Regions from separate parts of the Gossypium hirsutum genome. Here region 2 is linked to region 1. A link is a contact called in public Hi-C data. All regions are on one chromosome and are shown on one strand. The core of a region is the stretch at or near the end of the contact, and the rest is flanking DNA. Distances in the headings are between cores, read along the strand shown. Region 1 has its middle 26 kb from the start of LOC107954398. Region 2 holds the start of LOC107956095.

What was found. Hi-C and Micro-C count contacts between places; a contact is called where the count stands out from the background.
Region 2: a Hi-C map of leaf shows a contact between it and region 1, with 2.5 times the contacts expected there. The contact joins the promoter of LOC107956095 here to the enhancer-like site in region 1. A contact is called at or near these places in 4 of 34 Hi-C or Micro-C datasets (leaf and petal).

What each region holds. Positions count from the first base shown.
Region 1 is chrD07:21,499,721-21,505,198 of Gossypium_hirsutum_v2.1, reverse strand. No RefSeq gene overlaps it. Among protein-coding and RNA genes, the nearest start is that of LOC107954398, 26 kb to the left of the region's middle. Within about 2 kb of position 2,563, at least 4 of the 9 cell types and tissues checked have an H3K27ac peak or open chromatin away from gene starts, as enhancers often do. A contact at or near this core is called in leaf, where this site is marked.
Region 2 is chrD07:21,577,254-21,582,731 of Gossypium_hirsutum_v2.1, reverse strand. LOC107956095 reads right to left here and starts at 2,679. Exons shown (of 2, transcript XM_041096679.1): 1 at 1,616-2,679; 2 at 1,150-1,466. The coding sequence starts at 2,354. The coding sequence ends at 1,381.

The sequences.
Region 1 (5,478 bases), core at 1,314-3,813:
CCTGACATCGCGCTGACGTGGACGCAATTTTGCAGAAAATGGACCATTCCGGTAAATAATTAAATAATTGACCCATTTCGGTAATTTTTTTAAAAAAAGGGCTTTTTTTGGTCATTTGCCCATTTTTTTTCTTCTTAAAAACACTTATCCAATCTAGTAATGATAAAATAATTTTTTTGCAATAATGTTCTTAAGAAAAATTTATATCAACATTTTGATTGAAATAGTTTACAATATTACTTCTTTATACTAACTAATGATATTATAAAAGTAAATGGACCGGATTATGTGAAAATTTAAAGAATATAAATTAAATCTCAAGTTTTAACATAATATAAGGGCCAAAATTACAATTTGATCATTGTCTTATAATCTAAGAAAATAGCAAAGCAAACCCAAAAAGAATGGGAGCGACATGTTAGTCTCCAAGACCTCAGGATTTACAAATTATATATAATCATGTAACATTTTAATTGAAAAGTCAAAAATATTAATTATTTTGGACTAAATAATATTATAGAAATTAAATATCAAATTTAAACATAATAAAAATAAAATTTAGAATTAAACTATTTTTCTATATGGTGTAACCTTTTTTTTATATATAATTATATAGAAAATTATATAAAAACTAGAATATAAATTTGGTGATTATTGTATAATATAAAAAAATAAATTTTTTTATCAAACATAATTATCCTAAACTCTAAACTCTAAACTATCCTAAACTGTAAGGATGAGTATAAAGAAAATAGAAAAATGGAAATCATGGAGTGTGTTTTCTTTTATTCGGAGGAAGAACAAATTAAAATGATTGTCTATGTATAGATATACACACATACTTATAGCTATATATATATATAACCAAAACGTCATGATTCATCTAGATTAAAAGAAAGATGAATATCGACCATTAATTGACTCAGTTTGATGGGATATTAGCGAACGATATTGAAGATTTGTAATCAACAAATTGTTTGAAATATGAAATGGCCATAATCTATTTGTCTTTGAACGAAAGAAGAAGAGGTGTCTCACATCACATTTTCATTATCTTTTCAACACAATGACAACCAATCGACAAGAAAGATCAACTATCGTTTTGGGATAATGGGATTAGACATTATGCTAAGTCCTCATTAAAGTCCCGAATAATTTCACTGATTAAAGTCCTTAATAATTTCACAAACAAACCTTTTTTTTTCTAATTTACGTTTAAGTTACTAGTGGACTTAAAACAAAACTTTTTATGTATGTCACATTTCTGAATGAAATATAAATGAAAGTTACTGTAACTTGAAGGAAGTCGCAATCTGAAACTTGATGTTAAGCGGCAAATAATTGGACAAAATATATTTTACAGGATGATGACCCACAGTGTTGTTTCTTCACCTTTTCTTGTTTTGAAGCACATCACGTTCCTCCTTACGTGCCTAGAGAGAGGGGTCTATTCAGGATGACCCTTAATGTATCCCACTAAACCAGCCCCATTAACATTTAAAGGCAACATAAGCACATGCATTTGTCATATACATCTCTATTAAACACTCAAACTAACGCTGATTTCAGCTTAACCTGTACCAATTGACCTTATCGTTATCGTCTTCCACCTCTTAAGCTCGCCTTTCAACAACTAATAATTAAGCTGTTTATTTTTTAAAAGTGAAATTGGCATCATTATTAGTGAAATAGACAAGCCCTGAATCTTTTATGAGTTAGTCATAACTGAAAACCATGATTCACCCTCCTAAATAAAAATGTCAAAAAATTACATATGGAATATGCTTTTAACTGATTTAAAGAGACCAAAAACATGATGGGGGAAACTGACTTTAATCACACAAGCAACAAAGCCTTAACAAGGGGGGATTAACATAATTATAAAAAGGCTTTGGCAAGTTGATTAAAGGCCCTTGTCTTGCTTTGTCAAACTAAAATCCCTGTTTTGTTTTCCATTAACTTTTGCATAATTACACCTCCCTCTCTTTTTTTATTATAGTGGAAAACGATAGTCAACTTTCATCACATATTATTACATCATTGAACCCCCTCCCTTTCTTCTTTTTTTTTCTTTCTGAATTGCTAATTATATATCATCTTGATGTTAGATTGTTTTCCCAGGATGCAACTGCTTTGTTCTCCAGGGTTGAAATAGCAACTTCCTTCGTTAAATTTCATTGTCAAAGGCAATAATTAAGAAAGGGCAGGATTTTGAAGATAAAATAGAAAGTGGGGGTGACAAGGACAATGCGTTTGATTGATATATACTTCCCTTTCCAGTTCAGAATAATAATAATATACATACGCAACATGAGCCGTTTGATGAGGAGCGGAGTGGCATTGACTCAAGGAGCAAAAAGTCAGAAGATTAAAAAATGGGATAAAAGAGCAGCATGTCAACTGGGAAACTAATTTCACTTGGGTATCCTGTCGGAAGAAAAGAGAAAAGGTAGGTAAAAGTAATAGTAGAAATGAAAGAGATATGTATTACTGATGATCATTTAGGTAAATATGGTACTATTTGAGTGACTTGGAGTTAAATTTGAACCCAGACAGGGAAACTGAATCCATTATTTCTGTTTCGAATTGGGCTAACAGTGTTGGGCTAAATTAGAGGCTCACTGACTCGGGAACTTTGGCAAACAAGAAGGAACTGGTTTATAAATTTGTCGTCTAATCTCATCATGATTCACTTCTCATGTTCTCATCCTATTCCTTTTAAGACTCCGTCATCCTACTTCTGCTTGGTTTATCCCATTATTATCGATTTCTCACAATTATAGCCTGTTCCGCGATGCTACCAAGTTTTTTCAACCCATAAGAAGAAATATTTTTGCAGCTCTGAAATTAGCAATTATGAGCCTTGGACTGGGCTTACAAACACCAAACTTGAAGGCTTGCACTGTTACTATTAGGATCTGTTAGAGGAAAAAAAAAAGTTAATATATTATTTACTACTTGAATTTGATTTCAATGTTTAACTTGACATTTGAAATTCACTTTAATATTTATTTTAGTACTTAAGTTTTTTTTCATTTGAGGTTTTTCTTTTGTAACACCCCACAACCCGGCCTAGAAGTTTAGACCGAATTCCGAAGGTTACATTGGCCACCAAAAGTGGCGGAAACAAAAACTTTAATTCCTTTTCTTTGCTTCATCTTTAGGAAATTAAATAAAAACTTAGCTATGTTTTGAAACTGTATTTAATTGGCATAAAAAGAACATTCAGAAATAAATCAAATTGATGTTTCTTGTACAATTTCAAATTGGAGCCTTTAAAAACATCACAGTCTCAAAAATTCATATTAGTTTCATTTTTGTAAAACCCACGCATGAACTTCGTAAATTTAGGTTCTATATAAAATCCATAGTTTTTAAAGTTCAGTCCAAACAACACTTTACGAAAGTCCAAAATAAAATTTATACCACAGTTCCTATAAATACTTACAGTCCTAAACAGTTCACTAATTCAAGAATTGAAGAAACACTTTATTTGATTAATTCAAAACTTATCAATCTAAGACCTCCGATCGTCGAGTCTAACTTCAAAACACAGAATTTACCTGAAAGGGAGAAACTAAAGGGATAAGCCACGCGAGCTCAATGTGAGTCCGAAACACAATAGATGGTAAAAGACGGAGTAACACAACAATATTCCAAAACAGTATATGAACACAAATCATAAACGGAAAAAATCAACCGATAATCCAATCAACAAGGTGCTTCCAAAGCATACCAAAATGCATATTAATTAAAACACATCATTTCATAGTTACCATATCACCAACATTTCAATGCTCGCATAATCAGACATATATTCAAATGCATAGAGAATGTAACGAATCAAAAACCCACCCCAACTATCTGAACACCACTTCGACCACCCTGCACACCATATAGGACCATGATAGGTTCATCCACCTTACACACCACATATTGTGGAACTAAACCACTCAAATAAAAATATGCAGCTGAGCTAACATCCCAGAATTTTCATGCAAATGCGAAATGCAAATGCAAATGCAAAATCAGTCTTCCTTCTCTTCTCAACCAACATCTCAGAATTTTCATGCAAATGCGAAATGCACACTACATACAGTCAATCATACAGAAACAGAAATACACATACTCAGTCGATTAGATTCAGAATCAGTTATGATTGTATTTAATTACTAGGTAAATCACATTAAAATTTAAACATACAGTTAAATTAAATCCTACAAACTCAAATACACACATGAGTCCAAGTTGTAGTGGAGTCCTGAGCACAGTTACCAAGGCTTAATCGATGGTCGAATTACACAGAAACATAAAAGAAGTCAATTTGTAACACTGAACAAAAATCTGTGAAACAGGGCCACACGGCCGTATGCCCCGACTGTGTGGAAGGGTCTAAGCCGTGTGAAGATCAACATGGTCGTGTGGAAAGGGCACACGTCCGTGTGGAAGAGACCCACGCCTGTGTGTCTGAGTTACATGATCGTGTGAGTTGCCCGTGTAACTCACTGTCCACAAGTGCCAAAATAAGGTGTGGAGTAGACACGTCCGTGTGGAAATCTCACACACCCGTGTGCTAAGGGACACGGCTGTGTGTCCAAGGCACACGCTTGTGTGAAAATTGAAAAAATCCCCAAACAGTAGCCACATGGTCGTGTGGCACTGGAAAACGTCCAAAATCCTTAATTCCCAATGTTACACGGCCATGTGGACCGCCTGTGTGGTCAGGAAACCACAGCGAAACGGGCTGAAATCGAGGTTTTGCAACAACAAAATGAACCCCAATCGCTAACCATTCAGAACACATCAGAATTTTGCAGATTTCCCCAAAATCCAACAATAATTGGCTACTGAATTCAAACAGTTTAGAAACACACCTGATTTGCAATTTAAAGCACCCCAAAACATCCAATGAACCACCACAACCTCAATCTAAAACTCAGTTCTACCAATATACACAACCAACATTTATCACAATTAGAACCTTCCTAAACAAATCCAAGAAAACAAAACCCCAATTGTAAAATTAAGAAGATCTACACTTACACATCGCCGTCTCGAAATCGAATTGAAGGAAGGCGAAGAAATCATAAACTCTTGACTAACAAACAATAATAAATTGTAAAACGGAAGAAGCAAGAAAATAAGAGAACTGAAAATTTGGGGAGAACAGAAAAATAACAGAAAAAGAATGTGGAGAGCAGTGAAGAACAACAAAAAAAACGTGAGAAAGATTTGAAATTATTTACCCTTTTCTCTTTAATTCACTAAATAAAAGTCAAATAAAATAAAAATAAATAAATAAAGTTAATTCAATCCTCAAAGACACAAAATTAAAGTAAACTTCCTCTAAAGCACACATGAGGACTCAAACCCGGAACCCAAGGACACTCACATAACCACTGAACCAATAACTCAATCTGACAACAAAACGTGAAAATAAACTCAACTGCTCGACCTTCTCACAGATCCTAACTACAA
Region 2 (5,478 bases), core at 1,430-3,929, 77 kb before region 1:
GAACTATTCAAAAAGTTATAAAAGGCTGTTAAAAACTTAAAATCATTATTGTATGGCCTTCTCTATTCGCACCGCCTGCACCAATTAAAAACTCTCCTTCCTCTTCTCTTCTAAAGTTCAATTGTTTTCATGATCTGCTGTACCGATCATCAAATTGTAGCTAGTCAAACTTTTTTAAAAAAAAAAAAACCTAATAACCCAGTGACTTAAATAAAAAATTTTGAATAGTTAAATGACTTAAATAAAAACTTTCAAATAATTTAATAACTATTTTGTAAATTTTTAAAATTAAATTATCAAAACGTAAACTTATGAATAATTTAGTCACGTAGTTTACCTAAGAATTAACAAAAAAGAAAAAAAAAGTAAAGTAAAGAAAGAAAGAAAGAACTCTAAAACAGAAGACATATAAAAATCAGTAACAAAATGGAGCCCAAAATATTAGAACCCAAAATACTCATTGGATCTTAGCTCCAAAGATCGGGCCACAAACCAGTTTGGATCAGCTTTTTATTTTTGCTATATGAACTACAAGTCTTTATTCATGGGTTTCATTAACTATGCAGAACTAGAGTTGGAGGTGCGTTATGCATGGGGTGTGCTTACTCTTCAGTTACTACTTCTACACCTTCCTTGGGTTTTAGACTTTTAAGTGTTTGATCAACTCAATACATAGAACATAAAAGGGTTTAGGGGATAAAGCTTAAAAGGGCAAGTAGCCTTCATAATTGCTTAGCTGAGATTGATCTGATGTTACTGAGCCACATATAACTAACATTTGCGGCTGTAATCTTCTCAATATAATTTGTCATCCATGTCATAACTACATTAGCATTGGTCATTAACAGAGCAAATGCCTGGTTCTCTTAGCAGATATAGACAATGCTGATAATTGATTTGTTAGATTTTAGGTTTTAAAATAATAATAATTGTTTGAGTTTAGCCCTTCGATCAGTACCCTTAGCTTTCAAGTTTGCCCCGATCTTACCTGTGAGCTTAACTCTGTTTACAGTGGGGGCACTGCGATTTGTTTGGTTAGAATAGAGGTTATTTAGAACAAATTCTTTTTGTTTCTAACAACAGCAATTTTTGGGAACACTGTACCTAAAACCATATCCAAGTCAAAACTAAAGAATGACGACAGAGAACTGATACAACAAACACTGCTCGAAACTGAAATTATGCTTAAGCCTTCAGTCTTGCTGCTTACAAAGTGTAACTTAAGCTTAAGCTTACCATCTAGCTTCATAATCCACAGTGTTTATATTTACAAGTGGAAAGCTGTACATAAGTGTAACTTGGTTTTTTAGGAAGCAAGAAACTAAAATCGAAAAGGGTTTTTTAATGGAAACGACGATGATAGTCAAGAGCAGCAGTTAGTCAGCTGCAATGTTTAGATGTGGATGCAAGTGCCACAGCTTGTGCCCACACCTTGAGCCGAGCCTTCACATCTCTTGGGTCATCACCTAAAATTACAGAGTAAACATCCCATCAGATGAACTGAAAATGCTATGCAGAGCCTTTATATAAATCAAACAATCAGTAATTCCCTAGTTTCCTGTTAGGCTTAGAAAGAAAGCATAAAGGGTCCAAATTAAAGGTAATTTTGACTAACCAGGGCTAGAGATACGCCAGTTGGCGATCGGAGAATTGCCACCGCTACTAGGCATCTCCAACATACGCTCATGTTCCAACTCTAACCCAAGATCCCTACACGCCTTCACTTCCTCCAAGTCCATACACAGCGACCTCTGCCCACCTTTGGGCCTTGTAATCACCACCAATCCCGCACTACCCCCTTCACTTTCCCCACTGAAACTTCCACTATGGTTGCTGTAACTTGCAATTAATTCCCCATCTTTCTTCTTGTTGCAGCTTTTACTCTCATTATCTTCCCATCTATCTCTTGTAATCCTCCTCTTCCTCAACTTGTTGTTCCCTTTTGACCTTCTTAAACCACCCTTTTGAGCTTCATTTTCACTTGCGTAATCTTTCGCCACTCCCATCAGCTCCTGAGACAACACCGCTTTTCCGTTCCTCCGGCGAGGTGGGGTGGCGGGAAGAGAGTAGCAGCTAGGTTCCTTGTCGGAGTCAGAAGAGAGTTGAAGCAATTCTTTGCCAGGGAACTCCTCATCAACATCTGCATCAAAGGACAACCTCGACAGATACATCCCCAGATTATCATCATCATCATCATCATCATCATCATCCTCGTTCGTGTACATGGAACTGGTACACATGGAAAGCCTCGACAAGTTATATGTATGAGCCTGATGCTCAAACCCAACATCAATATCGTCATAGTCATCTTCCACCATGGACGAAACAACCGTCATACTTTCATCTGAAGCCATCTTTCGCAACAACAAAAAGAAAAAAAAGAAAGAAACGAAACTAAAAGAACGATGAAGTTGAAGTGTTCTTTTCTTCTTCTTTTTTCTGTTATCAAAGTGATATATTAGAGAGAAAACAAAAAGAACGGCTGGCTACACATTATTAACAAGCTGTGGCGTTATCATTCATTAATTTTTTTATTTCATAATAAAAAGTAAAATAAACACACTCCTCACTCTGAACAACCAAATTTATACCCAGAAAATTTGAAGCCTTTAATTACAGAGATACCCATTTCAGTGCTCAATCACTTCCTCTTACTTCCTTTTTGGTAGTTGGCAAAAGGTTGGGATTGTAATTTTGGTTTTAAATCAAATTAGTTAAGTAAGAAGCTTCGGACCATTGGCCTTTTTTTTTTTAATAATTATTAAAAATGATTACAAGATATTTACACATGGCAATATTGAGCCAAATGACGTAGAGATCTGCTCAAGGACACGTAGCTCCACACAAATTCTTTTCCTGCTGCTAACACCACTCCACTTCATTCGTCACTGGGTCACGAGTCACGACTCACTACCAAAGATTAAAACCTGCCCTCACGATTTCCCATAACCTAGCCCTGTTTCGAAATCATTGTACGCTATACTGTGTCATTGCTTTTTGCCCATTCCTTTTCCTCATTTATACTTTCACTTTCTTTTTTATAAATGAGGCTTTTCTTTTACGACTATTTTACTGAAAAAAGAAAAACACTCATTTCTAACCTTATTTATGAAAATAGGTCACTTAAAATTTTATTTATTAAAATAGGTTAAAAATTTTAAAACGCATATATATGAAAGCGTTTTAAAGGGAAATTAAAAAAAAAATGCGTTGCCGTCAACGCGTTTTATCCTATGTTAGTAAAAATACGCTCATGTCAGCACAATTTTTTTAAAATATTATAAAAATTGACTATTTTTTTTAAAAATTACGAGAATAAACCTTTATAAAGACCCAAAGTGGTAGCACTTTTTTTTTAAGGTGTCACCAATTACTATGGAAATAAAACTTGCAAAGTAGTTCTTTATATAGACCCAAACTCTCATTTCTCTTGTTTTCTTAAGTAATATGAGATGTGAGATATGTATAATTATAAAGTCATGAATAGGTTTGCAACTTGTTCCTACACAATGTGGTGTATATATAGAGTCATGAATAGGTTTGCAGCTTGTTCCTAGACAATGTAGGATTCCTTCCTCTTTTAACTAACAACATAAGATTAAAGGCTATACACATATGAAACTTGTACATGTAGTTACCTTCTATTCAATTTTAAATGTTTGAAGTTAATATCCATGCAATTCTAATTTTTAAAATAATTTTTCATTATTTTAATTTAGAAGTTATACTTTTAATTTTTTTATTATTTATTTTATTTTATGTTGTGAATGTTTGATTAATAAATAAATGGTGAGTATTTGGTACTCAAATAGTATTTCTTTTTTGTAGTTTTAAAAAATTGATATATCTTTTTTTTAATATTTTACTATGCTCATTAATTTTTTAATCCTAATTTTAATTTAATTTTTATCACCTAATAAATGCTGATAAATTTATTTCAGATGTATTTTGACTAGATAGATAATCTATTTAAATATAGTATATAATTATGTTAAATAACTTTTTCTATAGAAATATATAATATACATAAAATATAATAATTATTTTTCATATTTTTATATCTAGATTAAATTACATTAGTAGTCACTTAACTATGATTTTTTGGCTATCAAATTATAAAAACTTACAAAATGATCACTCAACTATTAGTAATTTTTTAAATATTTATTTTTTAATATTATACTATACTCATTTTATATTTTATAATTTTTTAACTTAGAGAGTTTAAAAATTTTATTTATAATGTAACAAATGTCAACTTTTTGTAAAAAAATTTAAACTTTATAAGTAAAAAATATATAAAATATAGTGCAGCATTTAATTTGATGTTAGTTAAAAGAGGAAGGAATCTCACATTGTGTAGGAACAAGCTGCAAACTTATTCATGAGTCTATATATACACATATCTCACATCCCACATAGCTTAAGAAAACAAAGGAAATGAGACTTTGGATCTATATAAAGATCTGCTTTGTAAGTTTTATTTACACATTAATTGGTGGCATCAAAAAAAAATTTGTGCTGCCACTTTAGATTTTTATAAAGGCTTATTCTCGTAAAATTTTAAAATATTGGTCTATTTTTATAATATTTTAAAAAAATAATCTTTTTTGAAAACTTAGTCTGAGCATGGGTAAAATCGTGCCCATGTCAACGTGTTTTTGTTGACATGGGGTAAAATGCATCCTTGTCAATGCGCTTTTCTGAAATTTCCCCTTAGGTGATAGAACGCGTTTTTGCACTTTATTGTTGACAAATACCATCAAATTCACCAAGATGGAACTTGTAGACAATGAAGACGTGGGGATAATGGTTGCACTTTATTATCAAAATCAGAGTGGCCAAATTGAATCAATTTAGTTGTTTGTTGAGTTTGCTGATGCCGAGCCAGTTGAAGATTTCACTCCATTAAGTGACCAGCATGAAGTTTAAGATCTGTGCACGGAACTTCCGAAAGCGTCTATTAATAGGCGATCTACTGTACGTGGTTTCGACATCGATTTTAATGCTTCACTTGCGTTTGAGAACCTTAACTTAGGTTCCCATTTACAAATACATCTCGTGGTGATTGAGACCAATACGGATGGTGATAATGAATATAATAATAATGATCCTTCTGATCAAAAGGTTGAAGATTATAGTGATTTCAATTGGGAATGACGAGGTCTCGGATGATATTGACAACAAAGGTGGGAATGACGATGAAAATGTTAACGCGTTTTCAATTGGGAACCCAAGTTGAGGCATTGTCATACGCAATGATCCTGGGGCCCATATGTCGATCGTAGATCCTGATGCGGCACATGTATCCAAATTTCCGGAGTACCCCAATATATTACATGCTCATCGATTGGTCATATATCTCGAATGTGAGGAGTTGTTCGTAGGCCAAAAATTCATGACCAAGAAATACTGTGTATTTGCCATTAAGCGGTATAGCATGAATGTGTAGATTGACTACAAAGTCGTCGTGTCTAA